2 separate regions of the Mus musculus genome follow, and region 2 is linked to region 1. Evidence: chromatin contacts called from public HiChIP or PLAC-seq data. All regions are on one chromosome and are shown on one strand. The core of a region is the stretch at or near the end of the contact, and the rest is flanking DNA. Distances in the headings are between cores, read along the strand shown.

Region 1 (4,917 bases), core at 1,478-3,977:
CTGTACATAAGACATGTACATGTATGTATCATATCATATGTATCATATAGGACACATACATATATATGTATGTCATATACTCATATATGAAATTTAGATTGCAAGGAGAACTTTTCTACCATCTTAGTTTAAAATAATTATTCTGCATTATTTTTCTGTGCTTGGTTTTAAAAGGAGAAAGAAAGGAAGGGATTAATATTAAATTAGTACTCCTTTTCCTGAACCTATTTTATATTCTCATAAAGCCTGCAAACTTCTCTCACAATAAACAAGCAGAATGAGGTTGACTGCGGGATGTATGACTGTACCTTTTAATGGTGGCTTCAAAACTACCACATGCGTTGGAAGGGCAGAGAGGATGGAGACCATGAAAGAGCATCAAGCCTTGGACTTAGTACAGACGTTAGTGCTATTATCTGCCCTTAACTGCTCTATTATCCCAGCCAGTGCTCAGGCCCAGCAATACAGCATCACCAGCTAGTTCACTTGTAAACTTTCGATGGAAATTTAAAAGAAAATAGCTAACTGCGCCAAACAGGCTGCAAATCAACTTTCAGCTGATAAAGTCCATATAGGCAGCTAAGAATAGAATGACTTGCTCTCCAAGAGTTGACCTGTGGGTCCCCATGCCCCTTCTAAATAAAAAGCCCATTGCTGTTTCACAACAATCATGCACAGATCATCCCCTCCACCCCGAGCTGAGATGAAGAGGGGGACAAGCAGGGCAGCTCAAAGGTACTCTTAAAAACACACAATGGGCCTTGCAGATGCAACAGAATAAACTGGAAGCTCAGAAGATTTTGCTGAAGGGACCCTGGTATAGCTGTCTCATATGAGGCTATGCCAGTGCCTGGCAAATACAGAAGTGGATGCTCACAGTCATCTATAAGATGGAACACAGGGCTCCCATTGGAGAAGCTCTCTAGTAAGTACCCAAGGCGCTGAAGGGGTCTGCAACCTGATAGGTGGAACAACAATATGAACTAACCAGTACCCCCAGAGCTTGTATCTCTACCTGTATATGTAGCAGAAGATGGCCTAGTCGGCCATCACTGGGAAGAGAGGCCCCTTGGTTTTGCAAACTTTATATGCCTCAGTACAGGGGAACGCCAGGGCCAAGAAGTGGGAGTAGGTGGGTAGAGGAGCGGGCGGGGGGGTGGTCTAGGGAACTTTTGGGATAGCATTGGAAATGTATATAAAGAAAATATCTAATAAAATAAATTAATTAAAAAAAACAATATCTTAATGTAAATGACTAGAGGAGGAATAAAGGCTGCAACTGGCCCTCAGCTCCCTCCCCAGGAGGCCTAACACCTTTAATGCTTTAAATGTTTGGGAGGCAGAAAGAACCATCTCTCCTAGTTAGCACCCAGTGCTAGGGTGGTCTCGCTCCCTTCTGCACACAGATCCTTGAGAGGCTCACTGAGAAAACAGTAACAGCAAAGCACCCACGAGAAGATCCTACCGTCTGGTCTGTAACACGCATCAACGTGCAGAAAACAAGAGAGTACGAGGTCCGCCCTAACCAGAAGGAGGAACTCTTTCCATCGAAATGCTACTTTCCCAAAAATCTTTTTAGAAAAATATTGGAAAAAATGAGGTTGAGCAGCCAAAAGACCTCCAAGGGGAAGGAAGCCCTTCTTCATCAGTGTACCCAGCTCTGCCCATGTGCTGCTCCCGACAAGGAAAGCTGCCCAGTGCTGAGCACAGCACCCCAACATATCAAACAAGTCCCATTATCTACTGATACTATCTCCAACAGCACCTATTCAAGATCTCTATTCTCCTAGGAGGCAGAGAGTGAAAAAAATCTAGCTTTTCACAAGTCTCGAAAAAATGTTTATAACTTTCCTAGAAATTTTGTGATTTCTACTCATTGCACGCCACAAGTGAACAAGAGTCAGAAAGCTGACATCTCAGGAGAGACAGACTTCCTTGGTTAGAGAGAAAGGTGCTCTATCAGTTTGGTTACAGTCGTGTTCCTTTAATTTTTTTTTCTCTTTAAAAAGATAGCCATGAAATTAGAAGTAAGAACTTGAATGTTTTCCTCTTTCAGTGACGAATATTTATAACTAAGTTTGTTTCGTCATCAATCCCCTGGATGTTTACAGACGCACACCACCCATCAATATATTGAATGGTCTACTTGAATCATATTAGCATTTAATTAAATGAAGCAATCAAAACCCTAGGAACAATTCTGATAAACATCATCTTATAATTAAAATCTGATGAAAAACTTTATTATACTTGCCTCAAATCTTTGAAAAGTTGTCAAACGAAAATCTCCTTAAATTCCCGAGAGCAGTAATAGAGGAGATAACTCTGAATGAAAACATCCAATACATTTCTAATGTGGCTGGCATTTTTTTTTTTTTTGAGACTCACTTAATGGCTTTTCCCACCACAAAGCCACTATTCATACTTAGAATTCCACACTCAACTTACATTTTTAGAACTTCTCTTGCTTTCCAAAAGAGGAACAAAGGCATTACTGGTTGCCTGGCAATTAGAACTAGGAACCAACCACTAATTAGTAGACAATTGTGAATAAGTTAAGAATGAATGAAATAATTGGCTGTGGAGATTTTTTAGGGACACTTGAAAGAAATGAACTTAAAGAAAGCATGGCTTGGGGAAAGAGAACAGCCAGGGAGACTTGCCCATCATCTTGTCCTCACTGGTCATATTCTAATGGCTTTTTAAAGCAGCTTTAAAACAGGCCAACCATTTCTCATTGATCGCCCTGAAGGCTCAGCAATTAGTCACAATGGTTGCCCTTTGTGAGAGTCAGTTTCAACCTGATCACTTACTGAGACAAATCCTGGACCCACCCAAGCTAAAAATCTTTTATACCAAGGGGAAGAATAAGGAGTTCCCATGTAGAAAGGGAGTGGAATGCATCTTTCTTAATTAGACAAGACCTCCACGGAAGGACACTGCTGCTTTAAGATCATTTACCATTTGTTTGTCGTTCTGAGGCCCATTGATGCAAAAGTCTAAGCCACTCTTCTGAGCTCCTCAGTCTAATTAAGGAATGATACAACTGTTTTGCCTCCCGTGATGAAGACAAAAGTGTCATCAATTATAGAGTGCTATGACAATCTTTTACTATATTAGCTCATCCATAAACACTGAATTAGCATCTTAGTACTCACCTGTAGTCTGCGGTTGAGGGATCTGAGTCTGGTGTGGCAAGTTCCTAGAAATGATTAACATTATTGAGTAAAAATGTGTTTGCACACTGGTAATCAGAGACCAAGACACATTAAGATAGAAATCTGCTCGGAGAGGTATCACTCAGATAACGGGCTCAGGTTTTGCACCCTGTGGGGCATTGAGCTATGCACATACATGAGAGAACTGAAGACCAAGGAAGACAAATAGCAATCTCTGATAATGTCCATGAAATTCTTACCATATGCCATAACAAAACTCCCTCATGATTCTAAAACATAGGTCTTATTAGTTTTTCTATTTTCTTATACGTGAAAATAGCCTTAAAGTTTGAAAATCACACGGCTAATAACAGTGGATAAAGATATAAACACAGTGATGCCAGCAATTAAATTACTGATGTGTACAATCTCAAACTAGGTCTAGATCATAAAACCGGTATGGATCTGTGCATACACATATGTCTATATACATCATCATATCGTACAATCATCACTGGTACGTTATAACAGCTTTGAAGGCATATCACTACCTTTATTCACTAAACATGCTATCTTCATGCCAAAAAAGGCCATTTCCCTGCCTGGACTAGGAAGAGTTTCGAGTCCCCCTTGACGTTTCTTTCCGTTCCCAAAGGCAATCACTGGGATGTTTCTCAGCTTTCGTTAAATCTGTCCCCTTCGTTTACACCTTCATGTCTCCCTTGGAGCCTCTGACAGCTCTGATGTAGTTCTTCGTCCCTTACAACCCACTGCTGACCAGTGACCTCCCAAGACACAGATCTGTAACACACACCTCAATATTTCTTATTTCTTTCTCTCTATCAGCAAATTCAATTTCTGGCTTCTTAGTATGTCTTAAGCAGACGGAAAACTATCTGTAGCCTCACACACACACACACACACACACACACACACACACACACACAGAGAGAGAGAGAGAGAGAGAGAGAGAGAGAGAGAGAGAGAGGGAGAGAAAGAGAGAGAGAGAGAGAGAGACAGAGACAGAGAGACAGAGACAGACAGACAGACAGAGAAAGAGAGACAGAGAGAGAGATCTTCCCCTTATATGAGAACCCCAAACAAAACCTGGCCGGGTGGTGGTGGTGGTGGCGCAAGCCTTTAATCCCAGCACTTGGGAGGCAGAGGCAGGCAGATTTCTGAGTTCAAGGCCAACCTGGTCTACAGAGTGAGTTCCAGGACAGCCAGGGCTACACAGAGAAACCCTGTCTCAAAAACAAAACAAAACAAAAGAAAACAAAAAACAAAAAACAAAAAACAAAAAACAAAAAAACCTGTTGTGGTGGTGGGGGAGACAACTCGATGAACCTGCAGTTGTCTTCGCTACAGCAGATATACATTATTTACAAAAAGTGTGTCTGTGTGTATTTGTGGGCCTACACGTGTGCCATCGCATGGGTGTACTCAGAAGTCAGCCTGCAGGTGCCAGTTCTCCTACCATCATGTGGATCCTAAGGATTGAACAAAGGTTATTTATGCTTGGCAGCAGATACTTTTACCCACTAAATCATCTTGCTGGCCCTTTTTAAAAATTGTATAGAGCGGATCCTTACTACTCTTAGGAGTAAAAGATTCCATATGAATGTATTCAGTACTGAAATATTTTAATTTAAAAAAAATGACACCTTAGGAACCAGGTCTTTGGGGTCTGGGGAGATGGCTCAGTGGATCAGTCACTTGCTGGACAAGCACAGCATCAGAATTCAGATTTCCAGCTCTC
Region 2 (4,997 bases), core at 2,380-4,879, 900 kb after region 1:
TGCCAGCATAGTACATGTGCCCTTTACGCTAACACCCAGGAAGCGCTGGCATGTGGATCTCTGAGCATTTGTGGCCATCTTGGTCTACATAGTGAGTCCCAAACCATTCAGGCCTACATAGTGAATGACAGAAGAGAGGCACAGAATCCCACACTTTGAAGACATAACTGTAGGTGGCCTGTATGAACACCAAACTTAACATTAGAGTCTCTGGAATCAGGGACATCACACAGCAAAGAACTTAAGGCTCGGGCTTTGACACCAGATGTTTGCTGTCCCTGCTTTGTCTGTATGTGACTTGGAGAAAGCTTCTAAACCGGTACAGAGGGAATAATTTGTTGTTGTGAGAACTAGATGAATAATACATATAAAAGGTGAACATAGTGTCTGGGACACAGTAAGTGATCAGAAATCACAGCTATTATTTCCTGACTCACTGCCACCAGGGAAGGATGAGATCGTCACACAGCAGACCTTTATGCTCCTTACATAAGCTAATGCCAGAGCTAAATTGTACTCAGTGTTTTCAGAGTAATGAGCCCAATACATTAACTGTTCTGGAAACAGATGAAGCCTGACGGTTTTGACTAAATATAGAGATAATTCGAGTCTAGACTCTATGTGTTGATAGGGTTTGGGGAAGCGTAATGAGAGTAATCAGGTCATAATAGAATAATACACAGGGCTAAAGGGAGTCAGAAATTTCACAACAGAGATGAGAAACAGCTAATTTTATTGATGTGAGAAAAGCATTATTAGTCAAATTTTTCTTACACTCTTAGGATGGCCATTTCATGCTGTAACAACACCCTAATAAAGTAATCAATTATGCCTTTCTGTCCTGGTGCTGTGGCCTTTTCTTCCCTCCCAGCACAATTTGGCAAAATTATCACATGCCAGCTAAAACTCTATTCTGTAGTGTCATAATATGTATCAAAATCACCCAACCTTTGATGGGATTCAATAGAGACATGAAAGGCCCTGACAGATACTGTTTTTTCAAGCCAGAGGACTATTTTTCTATATAAAAGGTATTGACTATTTTGCCTGTAACAAGTCCTGCCTATATCCACAGATCTGAAATTAAAATTGTCTCGCAAATATCCTACTTCCTGAGTCCTGATATGACATGTAAAGAGAAAGTTCCTGTTTATGAAACTTCATTTCGTGTATTGACATTTCATGCTATACTACAACTATATACATTTTATACTATAAACATACTATATAAAATTAACTGTAGGCTATGTGAATGAAGTGTGTGTGTGTGAAGCATGAATAAATCTCGAGTTAGGGATTCCCTCCAAGATCTCTCGTTATACATACGTAAATTTTGCAATAGGCAAATAAATGCTGGCAAAACTTAAAAATCAAAACACCTCTGACCCCCAGCATCTCATGTCGATAGGAAATTAATTCATATTACCAGGAAACAACACCAACAGAATTGAATAACACATGAGTAAATCTGCAATGCCAATATATGACAACGGACAATGATGGACTAAACCATTAGGCTCTGGCCCAGCCTCAGGACCAAGAGCTGAGCTGGTATGATACAACCATGGTGTTCCTGTGTTCCTCCATCCATGTGGCAAGAAACACTATGACAGAATGACTGCTTTCCTGTCTTCTTGTGCTTTCCAGTCAGAGTGAAGCCTCAGGTCTGAAATGCCAAAATGTGCTGTACTGCAAATCGGGTTGCTAGACGTTCTGAAATCAGATGGAATTCACTACATGAGAATGTCAGGGATCACTTGCAACCACAATTCACTCCTCATGAGTCCTTGACCTAAGAGAAAAGAGAAAACCAAAGACACAAAAGCCCTGTTCCAGGTGGTGAATGGTTTAGTGTTCTTCACTACTTTGTATGTGGGACAAACGGGTAAAAAGTTATTTTTAATTAGTGGGATTTTTTTTTTCTTGGCAACATAAAATGTTAGCAGGTAATGCCAGACTGCAAAGCATTTAAACAGTTCTTTCTTTAAAGGAAAATTTAATGTACTTTAAAAAAAAATCGCAAGTGATAATTATCAATTTTGAGCAGTACAGTACAATGTTTTAATATGTTATATGGTGTGAAAAGAGCAGATTGGGATAGGTGGAATATCCTTCACTTTTGATAATTATTTCTTTGTATTGAAGATACTGAAAACATTCAACTAATTGTCAACTGATTTACCCTACCTACTGTGCCATAGGATATTAAAGATTTTTCCTTGTACCTCTTAACCAATTAGACCCTCTCCAACTCTCCTCAAAATGTCTTCTCTGGGCACTAAGTATGCTAGCTTTGAACTCATACTTGACAGCAAATAACCTTTTGAACTGACCCCTCCCCCGCCTTTTGTTTTCATTTCTGGAGAACCAACCAACCAACCAATGACAGTGGAGCATAGCAAGACAACAGAAGAGACTTCTGCTCTCTCAACCCCCAGGGTACAACTTGCCTACAATCAAGGCTGCTTATCTATGCAACTTTTTCCTCTTACTTCTGAGCTGGGGTTCCTGGATAATGCAGTATTGAAGTTGACCATTCTTACTACTTAACACACTTCCTGAGAAGGCTCTGCTTAAACATTCTAGGGTGTGCACTTGTAATCTCTAAAAGGGGAGTCAATAATACTTAGTTTACAATTAAATCCCAAATGGCCTTTTACTGTTCTGTGGTTGCTGGGTTAGAAGTATTCATGGCCTCTTTGAGGAATTATAATGTAGTTATAATATACTTTAATATCCTTAGACAAAAATAAATTATATCAATTTATGATAATTAAAACCCACTATTAGAGAACCTCTGTTTGCTTTTGCTATATTGAGCGTTTCTAATTTGCAGCACATTGCTGTCTCTAATTGCTCCTTCTCAGAATGACTGTATGCGATGAATTGATATTTTTATGCATCTCTACTTTCTCCCATTCTAACTCGATTTAAATTTGTTCAGCTCACACAAGTCAGTGGTGAAACCTGGTTTGAAGAGGTCCCTGCTCTGAGGGAAGAGTAATATTGGCCATGTGGGGGAACTCTGTATGTCATGGATAAGGCTTTGTCTTAGGTCAAGGAAACACATGAAACCCCTAGGTTCCAGTACAATAGTGAGAACACAAGGCTGGAATACCCAAGGCAGAAGTTGATGCTGTTAGAGGATCTGAGGTACAAATGAGCACCTTTGTTGGGGCCGGCCTGCGGCTCTCATGTCTGGGTTCGAGCCTGGAAGGCATCTTGGAACTGAAAGAAAAGAGGGAGCCTAGGCGGGTTGAGAAATAATGGAACCAAGACAACTAGTATGCTCAAGGTTCAAAAGTTTAATGGCGGACACGCTTTATAAAGGAGGGGGGAAAGTCCATTCCCGCCAATTCATCCTTGGAGCCTGGAACCAGCTGCAGGTGATGATGTGCAGAATAGGGCTTAGTCTCCGGAATAGCTCCAGGGGGCCTCTCAGCAGGTAGCAGTATCTTGAAGAGGAACAGCAACAGTGGCTGAACAATAGAATGATCTAGGGAGGAAGGCTCCACCCTAGGTAATCTCCCTAGTGGCAGCAAGGTCAAATTCTGGCTCAGCCTGCTTCAGGCTTGTGGGAGGCTACACACCTTGTCCTTACTGAACTAGAAGACTGGATGTCAGCACTGACAGGTAGATGAGACAGGACATGAATAGAGTGCTGGGATCGTTCCAAGCTACATGCTGTAGAGGTGTTGAGGATGGAACCCTCAGGGTGGGGTTAGTGCCCTAACAAGAAGAGACACCATTGGGCTGGCTAGAACTTCCTTCATAACAAATGAGGGCAGCCATCAACAAATCAGGAACGCAGGCTTCCCAGGACTGGAGGCCTTCCCTTAGCTTTCCAGCCTCAGATTATACATTTCTGAGGCTTAAGCCATCTTTGACACTGCAACCTGAGTAGGCCCTGGACAAGAAGATGTGAAATTATTCTCCAGATTAAGCTGATTGTCTGGTCAGATTTCACTTTCACTAAAATGGTAGACCAAGAAATGAATAATGACTTTTAAAACATGCTCTCTCAGGAAGGGCCATGGAAGTGGTAAATAGCGCCATCATGTAAAGATATATATTGTTTTCAGGACAATGTCACATCGAAATCATCACGGATGGTAACACCATCAGTTTCATTTTTTAAAGAATAATTAGAAAGGCAGTTGAATGCTTACATCCCTGAGCTTGGAGAGCTGAGGAAGGAAGAGTACTGTGTTTGAGGGCAGCCTGGGCTACATAGTGGGACCCCGATGAAACAAAACAAAACAACAACAAAAGAGATTACTTGAAAGATGAGATCAAGCCGGGCGTGGTGGTGCATGCCTTTAATCCCAGCACTCGGGAGGCAGAGGCAGGTGGTTTTCTGAGTTCGAGGCCAGCCTGGTCTACAAAGTGAGTTCCAGGACAGCCAGGGCTAAAGAGAGAAACCCTGTCTCGAAAAACCAAAAAAAAAAAAAAAAAAGAAAGAAAGAAAGAAAGAAAGAAAGAAAGAAAGAAAGAAAGAAAGAAAGAAAGAAAGAAAGGAAGAAAGAAAGATGAGATCTGAAATTGTGTCTGAATTGTAGGGATTATTACATTAAAAACATTGATAGACCCTTAGAAATATCAATCCTTCTACCGTAAGAGTTCCCCAAAAGGGCTGGAGAGACAGCTCAGCAGATAGGAGCACGGGCTACTCTTCCATAGGACCAAGGTTCAATTCCCAGCAATTACATGGCAGCTCACAACTGCCTGTTCCTCCAATTCCAAGGAATCAGATGCTCTCTTCTCCCTCAGAGGGCACTGCACACACATGGTACACATGCATGCATCCAGGCAAAATACCCATGTACATAAACAAAAGAAAAAAAGAGTTACACTAAAACTAAGACATAGGACAGAGAGAGAGGAAAATTCTCTCATGAAAATGTTAAACTACAGAGAGTTAATGTGGCTACAATATAATATAATTGATAATTTTAAATTGTAAGTAAAATTCAAAATGCATGAGCATAGGAGTAAAA

The links. HiChIP or PLAC-seq counts read pairs in DNA pulled down with a chosen protein or histone mark.
Region 2: a contact with region 1 is called in an H3K27ac HiChIP or PLAC-seq map of embryonic stem cells, with 6 times the contacts expected there. The contact joins two enhancer-like sites. A contact is called at or near these places in 3 of 115 datasets of contacts at active chromatin or transcription factors (all in embryonic stem cells).

The regions. Positions count from the first base shown.
Region 1 is chr6:4,674,909-4,679,825 of GRCm38.p6, forward strand. Sgce (sarcoglycan, epsilon) reads right to left here. Exons shown (of 11, transcript NM_011360.3): 10 at 3,159-3,202. Among named protein-coding and RNA genes, the nearest start is that of Gm38761, 23 kb to the left of the region's middle. Within about 2 kb of position 2,728, at least 9 of the 459 cell types and tissues checked have an H3K27ac peak or open chromatin away from gene starts, as enhancers often do. A contact at or near this core is called in embryonic stem cells, where this site is marked.
Region 2 is chr6:5,573,537-5,578,533 of GRCm38.p6, forward strand. No RefSeq gene overlaps it. Among named protein-coding and RNA genes, the nearest start is that of Gm34470, 12 kb to the left of the region's middle. Within about 2 kb of position 3,630, at least 5 of the 459 cell types and tissues checked have an H3K27ac peak or open chromatin away from gene starts, as enhancers often do. A contact at or near this core is called in embryonic stem cells, where this site is marked.